4 separate regions of the Sus scrofa genome follow, and all the other regions are linked to region 4. The links are chromatin contacts, called in public Hi-C and HiChIP or PLAC-seq maps. All regions are on one chromosome and are shown on one strand. The core of a region is the stretch at or near the end of the contact, and the rest is flanking DNA. Distances in the headings are between cores, read along the strand shown.

Evidence for each region. Hi-C and Micro-C count contacts between places; a contact is called where the count stands out from the background. HiChIP or PLAC-seq counts read pairs in DNA pulled down with a chosen protein or histone mark.
Region 1: an H3K27ac HiChIP or PLAC-seq map of skeletal muscle shows a contact between it and region 4. The contact joins two enhancer-like sites. A contact is called at or near these places in 1 of 5 promoter capture datasets (liver), 25 of 47 Hi-C or Micro-C datasets (alveolar macrophages, blood, brain and 15 more) and 2 of 2 datasets of contacts at active chromatin or transcription factors (alveolar macrophages and skeletal muscle).
Region 2: a Hi-C map of liver shows a contact between it and region 4, with 4 times the contacts expected there. The contact joins two enhancer-like sites. A contact is called at or near these places in 1 of 5 promoter capture datasets (liver), 22 of 47 Hi-C or Micro-C datasets (adipocytes, alveolar macrophages, blood and 12 more) and 2 of 2 datasets of contacts at active chromatin or transcription factors (alveolar macrophages and skeletal muscle).
Region 3: a Hi-C map of heart right ventricle shows a contact between it and region 4, with 2.7 times the contacts expected there. The contact joins two enhancer-like sites. A contact is called at or near these places in 2 of 47 Hi-C or Micro-C datasets (epiblast stem cells and heart right ventricle).

What each region holds. Positions count from the first base shown.
Region 1 is chr11:76,226,164-76,228,863 of Sscrofa11.1, reverse strand. All of the region lies in intron 34 of MYO16 (unconventional myosin-XVI), which reads right to left. Among named protein-coding and RNA genes, the nearest start is that of IRS2, 430 kb to the left of the region's middle. Within about 2 kb of position 1,438, at least 5 of the 83 cell types and tissues checked have an H3K27ac peak or open chromatin away from gene starts, as enhancers often do. A contact at or near this core is called in skeletal muscle, where this site is marked.
Region 2 is chr11:76,203,353-76,206,052 of Sscrofa11.1, reverse strand. MYO16 (unconventional myosin-XVI) reads right to left here. Exons shown (of 37, transcript XM_021065905.1): 32 at 1,857-2,128. Among named protein-coding and RNA genes, the nearest start is that of IRS2, 450 kb to the left of the region's middle. Within about 2 kb of position 1,297, at least 10 of the 83 cell types and tissues checked have an H3K27ac peak or open chromatin away from gene starts, as enhancers often do. A contact at or near this core is called in alveolar macrophages and liver, where this site is marked.
Region 3 is chr11:76,283,048-76,285,747 of Sscrofa11.1, reverse strand. LOC106507946 (a long non-coding RNA gene) reads left to right here. Exons shown (of 3, transcript XR_001304359.2): 3 at 169-517. Among named protein-coding and RNA genes, the nearest start is that of IRS2, 370 kb to the left of the region's middle. Within about 2 kb of position 1,402, at least 3 of the 83 cell types and tissues checked have an H3K27ac peak or open chromatin away from gene starts, as enhancers often do.
Region 4 is chr11:76,831,606-76,834,305 of Sscrofa11.1, reverse strand. No RefSeq gene overlaps it. Among named protein-coding and RNA genes, the nearest start is that of COL4A2, 160 kb to the left of the region's middle. Within about 2 kb of position 1,370, at least 24 of the 83 cell types and tissues checked have an H3K27ac peak or open chromatin away from gene starts, as enhancers often do. A contact at or near this core is called in alveolar macrophages, liver and skeletal muscle, where this site is marked.

The DNA.
Region 1 (2,700 bases), core at 189-2,688, 610 kb after region 4:
GGCTACTGCAGGGAGGGATATGCTTGTGTTTTCCTCTTTGGCGTTAAGGAAAAACACAAAGGCTGAGAGAAGAGCTGGCACAGTCCTGGCACTTTCCAGGCTCTGGTTTCTAAAATGTAGAAGTCGCAGCTTGACTCTGGAGACAGACACATGTGGCTACTGTGTCACTACACGCAGGCAGGATGCTCAGACCCCAAATCAGCATCTCCTTTGTGTTAAACCAAAGGAGCAATGCCTTTTTTCTGGCCACATCTGGGGCACACGGAAGTTCCCCAGCCAGGGATGGATCCTGAACCACGGCAGTGACCTGAGCCACAGCAGTGTCAGCACTGCATCCTTAACCCACTGAGCCACCAGGAGACTCCAGAACAATGCCTTTTTAAAATTTTATTTCTTTTACTAAAGCATATTTGATGTACAATGTTGTGACAATTTCTGCTGCATGTGGAGCTTCCTGGGCTAGGGGTCAAATCGGAGCTGCAGCTGAGACCTATGCCACAGCTTGTGGCAACGCTGGATCCTCAGCCCACTGAGCAAGGCCAGGGATTGAACCCACATTCTCACAGACACTATGTCGGGTTTTTAACCTGCTGAGCCACAACGGATACTCCCAACAATGCCTTTTAAATTTCTGACTTCTCAAGAGTTCCCTTGCGGCTCAGAGGGTTAAGGATCTGTCATTGTCACTGCTGTGGCTTGGGTTCGATCCCTGGCCTGGGGAACTGCTCCATGCCGTGGGCATGGACCAGAAAGTCTGATTTCTCTAAAATCTTTCATCATTGTGCACGAGGAAAAAAACACAAATAAGGACCTAGAAATCACGGCCAAGGCCCCTGCACTCTGCTATAACAAGCCTCTAGGAAGTGAATCCGATTTTTTGCTTCTCCATAACAGCATAGCCCAGACATCTGGTATATTACCCCAGAGAAAGAAAGCGGTCACGTGTGAGGCGTCACACAGACGCGCGGAGGCTGGTTCTCAAAGGAGCAGAGAGGTTTCCCGCGTGAGGTTGTGTAAAGAGCTGTCAGGTGTGAGCAGGAGGCACACGCCAAAGGGGTGTGTGTTGTGAACAGCAGGAACCTAACGGACCCTACACCACGGGAAAGAGACCTGCCCGCCCTTTGCCAAGAGTCACAGAAATGATCGGGGGGGGGGGGGGCGTCAGTGCCCACCAGTGAGGACGCGAGGTTCGCAGGCGATTGCTCTTGGGACAGCTGCGTCCCAGAACGCAGTTTTGTGTCTAAACGAACGGATTACTCCCGAAGCAGAAAAGCACAAGGCGGCGGGGACCGGGGGAAGGACGGGTTCAGAAAGCAGAATCGCCGGACCTGCCTCTTCCCCTAAGAGGCTAGCGCCGCGCCCCCCACCCAGCAGCATCCCTCCCCACGTTTCCGCCCTGTGTGAAATCACCACCGTTGAGTAGCTCAGGCTTCTCAGAGTTGCCCTTGAACTTGTACGTTCAGCCTCCTTCTGTGCCAGAAAGTGCCACGAGCACTGGTCCCAGGGGTTAAGTCGGACGGAAGGGAAGTGCTTCCTGGTCCCCCCTGCCGCCCCGCCCCAGCTCCTGGCACCCGCTCCCCTGCCAAGTCTTAGGAGAGGGTTTGTGCTAAAAACACCAACTGAAGCAGGAAACAGTGATATCTTCAACAACATATGTGCTGAGCAGGGCAGGAATGCACCCATAGTAAAGCTAAAAAATGACTCTCGGTATAAATAAGGTTTGCAGAACCCAAAAAGGCGCAGAAAATGATGGCGTGCCAATTTTCAGTTCGCCTAACTGGCTCCTTTTGGGCCCATCTCTCCTGTCCCTGCCATGAGGGGAACACAGGGCCACCCTTTCCTCTCCCTGCAGCTCGCCCGCCCTATAATTAGCCGAATATGCAGCATCTGAACAACAAGCTGGCCTGGCCCGGAGACCGATTTCTCATGTCTGCTCTCATAGGTCACGCGGTTATTTATGGAGCTGTTATTTTTATGTTTCCTAAATGCCAGGTGGTAGTGGAGAGCCAGGAGCCTCGGAACGCAGCACCTGCACAGCTGCGCTGGGCCGGCGGCCCGCGTCCCAGTTTCGGGTGCCCTTGCTCCAGAATGCGGAGGTGGCGAGCACGCGATGCCTGCTCTGTGACTGGGAGCTTTGGTGTTGGTGGCACTGGTACAGTGTCACCCGGATGGGAGGGAAAGGAAGCCCTGCCATCTGGAAACAACAAGAAGGGTCCCCGGGAGACACCCTGACAGCTCCCGCAGCCTTTCTTAGGGAACAGCCAACACCCAGCGGCAGATCATTTCAGAACAAGACTGTTTATTTATTAGTTTTATGTTTATACTTCCATGAGAATTGTCCTGGCCTTGTTTTGTCTCTTGGTGTTTAATCAACTTTATAAATAGCTCATCGTGGGCCCCTCCTGGATTTTTAATCGAAAATTGCTTTTAAGAAGAATGACTTCAGTCCTTGAGAAAAACAGAATCTACATTTGCAGCATTGCAGGGACACTCTTGTGCTCCCTTCGGAATGGGTTTTCTAGTTCCTTCTGGACCCCCTACCTCCTCTAAGCAAACCTCAGCACAGCTAGAGATCTGGTCAGATCACTTATGAGTCACAGGAGACAGGAAAATGCTAACCATTAGCGTTCACTCACTGATGGAGCGCAGCAGGGCAGAGAACCAGGAAAATCAGCAAAAGTGGAAAACCAAAAAACAGGT
Region 2 (2,700 bases), core at 48-2,547, 630 kb after region 4:
GGCTTTGTTGTGCTTTTGCATTTGGAGCTCGTTTATTCACCAAAGAAATTGTGCCCCCTCCTGTGCTCACACAATCTTTTCTGGGGACACCTATGTCGTCATTTCATTTAGAATGTCACCCTCCACCCCTGAGGTGGGAGCTAGAAGGGGCCCAGGCTGAGCAACTGGAATATGTCCCCGGTGAAAAGATAGTGTCAAGACAGATTTTGTGGCAGGATTAAGGAGGAGCTGGGTCCTGCCTGGATAAAAGAAGGACTTTCTACATGAAACTTCTCCCCCCCTCTTTTTTTCTTTAGGGCCGCATCTGTGGTACATGGAGGTTCCCAGGCTAGGGCCCGAATCAGAGCAGCAGCTGCCAGCCTGCACCACAGCCACAGCAACTTGGGATCTGGGGTTCAAGCCGCATCTGCAGCCTATGCCACAGCCTGTGGCAATGCCGGATCTTTAACCCACTGAGTGAGGCCAGGGATGGAACCCGCATCCTCACCAACACTCTTGTCTGGTTCTTAACCCACGGAGCCACCACAGAACTCCAACCAGATAGTTCTCACTCTTGAGGTCAAGGAGCCCTCCAGAACCACACATGCGCAGAAAGGTTCCTCAGGGGCCAGAGAAGGGAGAGGGGCACCAGACCACAGCACATCCCGTCGGCTTCCCAGAAACCATCCTGGGAGAAGAATCCATCCATTCTGCGCTAGAATCCATCCTGGCTAAAAGATGCTTGTCACACAGATGAGGGCCCGGAGTCAGGCCCAAGGTGGGCTTAAGAGGCCAGAGGAAACCTGGAAGGAGGGCCCCCATCGGACGGATTTAAATCACCCCCAAAACAGGCGGCACTCTCTTCCCCCTTTCTGTCTCTGTCTGTCTGTCGCTCTGCCCCACCCCGCCTGCCCAGGCTTCTCTCTTGTACACACTTGATACGCTCCACCACTCCCAGGCTCCTTGCCGAATGTTTTCTCCAAAGGGACAGGGACTGGGGACCTCCATCCAGCTGGCCCTTGAGGTCTGGGAGTTCAGCGCTCTCACCCCGAAGTCACCTGAGAACACCGCCACCCCCTACCGTGTTTTCTCGGCAGCCACCCGCTTGGAAGACAAATACGCTGTGTGTTTACCTGCTTACTGTGCTCACCACCTGCCGCCCCGAGGGCATTTATTTATTTATTTATTCATTCATTTATTGTGCTCCTCCGGGCCTCAGTAGGGCCTCCCTCTGAGGGCAGTAACTCAAGGCTGTGCGGCTGATGTGCCGCAGAGAAGGACTTCCCTCTGCGCTTCCCAACCACGCTCAGAACGAACGATGAAGCAAAAACATCGCATGACCTCTTCTGGGAGAGATCTGATCCGGAGAGGGCTGTGGTTTTGCGCAAGTATGTCCGTCCAGCAAGGCAGACACTGTGGTTCTCTTGTCCCCACTTTCACCCCCACTGCATTTTGCCGAGTCATGGTTCTCCTCTGCCTGCGCCGTTTCCCCGGGCTTAATGTTTAATTAGGTGCCGATAACGGGGAAGCCAGATGAATTATGTTAGCTTTTTAATTAGCAAACATTGACACGGACTAGAGGCCGACTTTCTGAATTGTTCTGGTTGAAGGCTCCTCATGCACTGTCGAAGTTGGGCTAGGACTTAAGGAAATCATATGTAAGTAGCTTTTCCCTAAGAGGCTTAGCGAACTGAATGCAATATTATTTATATTTAATGATTCAAAGGGCCCCCTGGCAAGCCGTTGATGGATTTAATTCTATTAAAAATGTATTGGGGGGTGGGGTGGACAGCACTGCCCCGGGCACCCAAAGACGGGAAATCAGGCATCAGTAACCCAGGGGGGGCAGATCTCTCTCTTCCTTCCCCTGGGCTCACCTTCACTGGCTGAGTCCCTGGCCGCAGCCCACAGGCAGGCGCTCACAGCCTCATAGGAGGCGCTCAGCCGCGTGGTGGGGTCCCGCTTCGGCTTGGGCGGAGGCTGTTTCCGTGGTGACGGGAGGCTACTGCTGTCATCCAGGCTGAACACGGAGTGCAGAGAAGGAGATCGGGTGGATGGACTAGCCAGGGACTGGACCAGGCCGTCCACCGCCAGGGGCACCGGGACGGAGCTGCAGTGGAAGTGCCTGGGTCCAGCCTTGTCTTCAGCTCTGGGGGGACAAACACAAAGAGCCCCCCCAGACAGACCCAGCTGCATTATTTGGATGGTAACAATGAGCCAGCTCCAGGAGACATAATCACAGCCCTTTGGTATACAGCCCACCCGCGGAGGCTGGAGGATGCCCGTGGCACTGCGGTACCCGGTGCATCCTGAGAAAGCCCCCCATCCTTCCAGCCCCTGCTTCGTGATCCATAAGCACGATGGAGGCTCATCATTATTACTTAAAAAGAATCTCACACAATCCCAAGACGTCTTAAGAACTGCCACATTTGCTAGCAGGCATTGGCTGAATGCATTTTTCACACTCTGATTATTAAGCAAATCACAAAACCAGAATTTCAATCTGAATGATAATTTCTGGGAAATCCATCTTAATAGAGAGTTACTGATGCATCAAACTGCTGGGACTTCCCCACTGCTCCCCCCTGCAAAACAGAATGTACTTTACTTAAAACCATCAAAGATTTACATTTGCCCTGCCCCCCTTTCTCTCTCTCTCTCTCTTTCCCTTACCATTTAAATTCCAGCAGTGATTATTTAATTAAGTGCGGAATTATTATT
Region 3 (2,700 bases), core at 153-2,652, 550 kb after region 4:
CTGTCCTGCTTCCGTCTCTCAAAGGTTCTGCACGTTTCCCCTTAGCCCAGAGGTGGACACTTTTCGAGAAGAGACCCACTCACCCCATCTTTCTGCTGCTTCCTCCAGCACCTCCAAGGTGCTGTAGCCGTGCCATTGCATCACAGATTCTCTCTTTTCTCTCGACAGGTGACTTCTCTTTGGCTTGTGGATGTCGGTGTATGTGATGGTTGCCCTGCGGTCACGCCTTTTATAGAGGCAGGAACACAAGGCATCGGGGGAAGAGGTGAAGGAATGGAGCCCCCAGGAGTGTGGAGTCACCTGTGCCCTTCCAGCCTGTCCCACTGTTAATGCCCTGGGCCTCCTGAAACCTAAGACGCAGAGGGAAATACGACACATGACACTCAGCCGTCCTTGTTTCAGCAAACAGAAATCCCGGGGGATCCCAGGGCAATTATAGGTCATCTTATTCCTCAGCACTTAACAAAGCCCCCAGTGCTAGATACTGAACATTAAATAAGCAGGTGTGCATCTGCTCCTTGTTGTTTGCTTTGTTTTTTTCTTTTTCTGGCTGCACCCGCAGCGTATGGAAGTTCCTGGGCTTGGAGTTGAATCAGGGCTGCACCTGCCGACCTACACCACAGCCACAGCAGCACTGGCTCTGAGCCGCATCTATGACCTACACTGCAGCTTGCAGCAAGGCAGGATCCTTAACCCACTGAGCAAGGGCAGGGATCGAACCTGCATCCTCACAGAGACTGTGCTGCATTCCTAACCCACTGAGTCACATCACGCACTCCAGATCCGCATTCGAAAAGCTGAAACTCGAAAGAGAGATCCGAGGAGGCAGATCAGACCGATGGGCAAAGACGTGCAGCCAAGGAGGAGGGGGGGCAGAGACTGATGGTCAGTCCACAGGGCTTTACAAGATGGCTCTTCTGGGTAAGGACCACAGTACTTTCTGGACGGGACTCTTTTTTTCTTTTTTCTTCCCCCACCTTTTTTGGGTTTCATTTGCTTGTTTGTATTTAATCAAGGTTTGCTGTAAACAGTGAAGCCAAGCTTCTCTTAATCATGCTTTTGCCATCAGGGGGTTTCAATACAAAACTCCCACTGAAAATGACAACTCCACTCTGATGAAAAACCTTCCCCACCCACGCTCTGTTTTACATTTTTTCCCATTGGTTTTTCTAAAATAGGATTGGAAAGTGCTAATGGGGTGTTTTGGAACTCCGAGTTCTTTGTGGTTTTCTAAGTCTCTTAAACAAACAAACAAACAAAAATCGGTCCTTATCTCCGCTAATCAGGGCTTACGTGTGCCTGGAAAATTAGAAGCTTCCCACGTGGCAGGCAGGGGACATAGATGCCAGGCCTCGGAAAGAAAACATCTCGTTGCTGCCGCGATGACAAAGGACAGAATATCCCCCTGTGCCCGTGTGGGTCTGGATGCCATCCAAGTTATTAATAGCCATGGTGACAGGGCTGTACATTATATTGTTTCCTCATCGACGAGAACGGAATGTGAGCCGTGGGGATTGTGACATGGAAACTATGCGGGCTGGCTCCTTTCTCCTTTTGAGGGCTTTCTGTCCTTTGCGCTTTTCACCACGGCTCGCGCGCCAACGCCTTGGTGCCGGATGCACCAGGAATGACCTCCCGGAAACAGGCTGGTGGGGACCCCCAACGGGTTTGAAATCACGTCCACAGGGGGATGGAGGCAGCTCTGATGGTTGCTCTGATCCCCGGAAGAGACTGACGCTGTACCTCTCTGCCCTGCACCCTTGTGCCGAAATGCCTATCCCATCCTCGGCTGGCCTCAACTTTCCATCTGGTCACAAGAGAGTATTTTGTTGGATGTTGGGAGTAAATCAAAAAGGGGAGCAGAGGAGTTCTCGTGTGGCCCAGCAGGTTAGGAACCAACATAGTTTCTGCGGGGATGTGGAGTCGATCCCTGGCCTCCCTCGGTAGGTTAAGGATCTGGCGTTGCTGAAAGCTGTGGCATGGCTGCAGATGCAGCTTGGATCTGGTATTGCTGTGGCTGTGGCGTAGGTCCCAGCTGAAGCTCCAATTCGACCCCTAGTCCAGGAACTTCCATAGGCCTCAGGTGCTCTTGTGTTTAAAAAAAGGGCGGCGGTGGCAGGGGGGAGTTCCCGTCGTGGCCTCAGCAGTAACGAACCTGACTAGCATCCATGAGGATGCAGTTCGGTCCCTGGCCTCCCTCGGTAGGTTAAGGATCTGGCGTTGCCGTGAGCTACAGTGTAGGTCGAAGATGTGGCTCGGATCCCACGTTGCTGTGACTCAGGTGTAGGCCTGCAGCTGTAGCTCTGATTCGACCCCTAGCCTGGGAACTTCCACATGCCATGGGTGTGGCCCTTAAAAAAAAAGACCGAAAAGAGGCTGGGGGAGCAGGACCTGGATGGTCCCAGAGCCCACTCCTCCTCTCACATACAAGTCAGCTCCAGGCACAGAAACACAAAGCCCCGAGTAAATTAAAATGAAGGAACAAATAAATCAAAAGTAACATTTAAAAAAATCTGGGGAGTTCCCTGGTGGTGCAGCAGGTTAAGGATCTGGTGTCAACGCAGCAGCTCGGGGTCTGTGGCTGAGGTTCCATCCCTGTCCAGGGACTTTTCACATGCTGGCATGGCCAAAAATAAAAAGAGACTCTGGGATGGCATAAAATAATTCACTCCCTCTTTGGGTGTCTTTTTGTTTTTTTTC
Region 4 (2,700 bases), core at 121-2,620:
AGACACACTGGCCCCCACTTCTGGCCCTTGTGGCAGGTCCTACCCTCTCATCTGTTCACGTGACAGCCCAGACCCCACAGCTTTAGATGGTAACTTTGAAAAGGATGCAAAGAGGGTCTGGCTGTTTTATTTGCTCTCCTCCCAAGCCCCCGCTTCCTCCTTGCCTTTTTGGGGTGTGTCGATTCTCTCTTTGAGGCTGTCCTGAGAAGGCCTTGGGTGGACCAGGGCCCCTTTCTCGCCGCATTTCCCATCTGTCTGAAGGGTCCCAGTGCCTCGTGACTCTTCCCTTCCCTGGGTCTGTTACCTCGTGAGCTGAATGACATCGGAAGACATGCCCCCAGGGTCAGTGCTAAGGGCTGGGGACACTCGTTGGCTGAAAGGGCAGCAGTTAGGGAGAGGGGCTGGCAGGAGCCGTGGCATCGGAGCTGGCTCTGCTTGGAAAGAGAAGGTGGGGGCGGGCCTGGCAGCCTTCCTCGGGTGGCCCATGGCCTCGTCCGTCTGTGGACAGGGCTGGGGTCCACTGTCACTTCCAGGCAAGAAGGAAGGGTGGGGGCTGGCCTGTGAGCAGGACGGAGCTGAGCAGCCGGGAGGTGCTCCAGGAGGCCACGAGCCCCCGCTGGGAGTCAGACTCCCTCAGCAATGGGCTTGTTTCAGGTTGGGACCCGCCCCCCATTTGTAGGCACGTGATTTCCTAGACCCCGTCCTGCAGCGCACAAGGAAAAACACAGCCTGAAAAGACTGTTCTGAAACGAAGGATGATAATAACAAGCCATCCGCTGATGCTGGAAGCGCTCTCCGAGGAGGCAGGGAGGAGCCTGCTTTCAGAATTCATTCTATTTTAAAAAAGGATGCAATGCAGTTTTCCGGGAATGGGAGCAAAACAGAAAGTGGATGAGTGACGCCGGAGGTCGGTGAGCTTGTCTCTCAGGCCGAGCCCTGACCCCGCGGGGACCCAGCGGGTGGGGAAGCTGCTCAGTGTGCCTCCTCAGCCCATAAAGGCTCCAGCAGTTTCCAAGGCGAGTCTGTGGGGCGTGAGGAGGCCACACGGCAGCGTCAGACAAAACAACGCCAGGAAGTTTCACTGACAGAACGTGCTCGGTTCTGAGCACCCGCAAGCTTTCTGGAGGAGGCCTGGTCTCCAGGAAGCCTCATGGGGGCACCTGGGGAGATGCCCCTCGGTCCTCGCCCTGTGACGCCCTGACCTGGCAAGGCCTCAGTCGCGGCGGTGGGCTGAGGACCGCTGGTTTGCGGAGAAACGGCACAGACGGGGCTTCCAGGGCTGGGCCCTGCGTCCTTCCTTGTCTGAGCCCAGAGTCACCTGACCCTGGGGCATCTGCGGCCGAGTCCCCAGGAGGCCGTCCTTCCCCAGGACGGCCACCAGGTGGCAGCACACTCCGCCCAGCAGGACACGGTCCCCGCCAAACCTGGGCCCTTTCCCAGGACAGCGGTGGCTCTGCGGAGGCGAGGCCAGGTCACCCACTGCCGCCTGGCTGCCCAGGCCTCTGCCCGCGTCCTTCCACCCACTGCCGGCCGGGCCACGCGCTCACACACACACGTACACATGCACAGCCACACAAGGCATACACACCCACACCTGCACACAAACACAAATGCACGTACACACATATATGCACGCACAGTCACACACATGCACACAAGGACACACACGTGTACACACACACACACACACACTGTGAGAACCTGAAGGCTTCTGGCAATTCCCGAGTTGAAATCCTTACCCTGGGTGACCGGGTTTGGAGGCGGGGCCTCTGGGAGGAGGTTAGGACTGGGTGGGTGAGGGTCGCGGCCCCTCCCCCTCCTCCCTGGTCGGATTCCGACTCTTGTGGCTCTTGCAGCCCTCCCCGCCCCTTCCCCACGTGAGGACACAGCGAGGGGCCGGCGGAGGAGCCCCGGCTGCGCAGACCCCGCCCCGACCCCCAGCCTCCGAGCCTACGGTCCGGGTTCAGCGTCACAAACTCACAGGTCCCACATATTCTGCGGCCGCCCATCCCCCCTGCGGCTGCCCACCCCCCTTAGTGGCTTGCACTCCTGCTCTGAAGGTCAGTGGGGTGGTGACTCTGGGCTGCCCTTGGCCTTGGGTCAGTGCTAAGGGTTGGCGCAGTCTCGTGAATGACTGCGGGCAGATTAAGTGACAGGGCAGTGTCCTGCTTCCTGGGCGATCCCCGGGCCAAGGGCTCCAGCCTGTCAAAGCCACGCAGGGCGCTGACAGGTGCTGCCTGTCCTGGGCCACCCGCCAGCTGGGGATTAGAGGCGGCTGCCCCACCCCCAGCCTTGTCCCTGTGTTCGCGGGGGTTGGGGTGCCCTCTTCGGTGACCCTCCGGCATCCACAGAGTCACAGGTGCCAGAGATGCCAACAACTCAATCAGAGCACCTGGCACCAGCCTTGAACCTGCACATGCTGGCAACATGCGCAGAAGGCATGGTGACGCAGGAGCCTATCGGAGGGCTGCCCGTCCTGTGATCCAGTGACCCTGGCTGCAGGCCGGGCGCCAGCCTGGAGGTGGAGAGGCGAGTGAAGCCCTGGTGGATCTGGGCTGTCTTACGGCAGTTGGAAGGGTCCCGGCCCAGCGCTGGGAGAGAGGCCTGGGGTCCGGCTGGCGGGGCCGCCCTGTGCAGAGCGACGGCTCCTCTAGGCCTCTCTCTGTCTTCGTTAGGAAGGTGCAGTTTCTACCCCTGTCT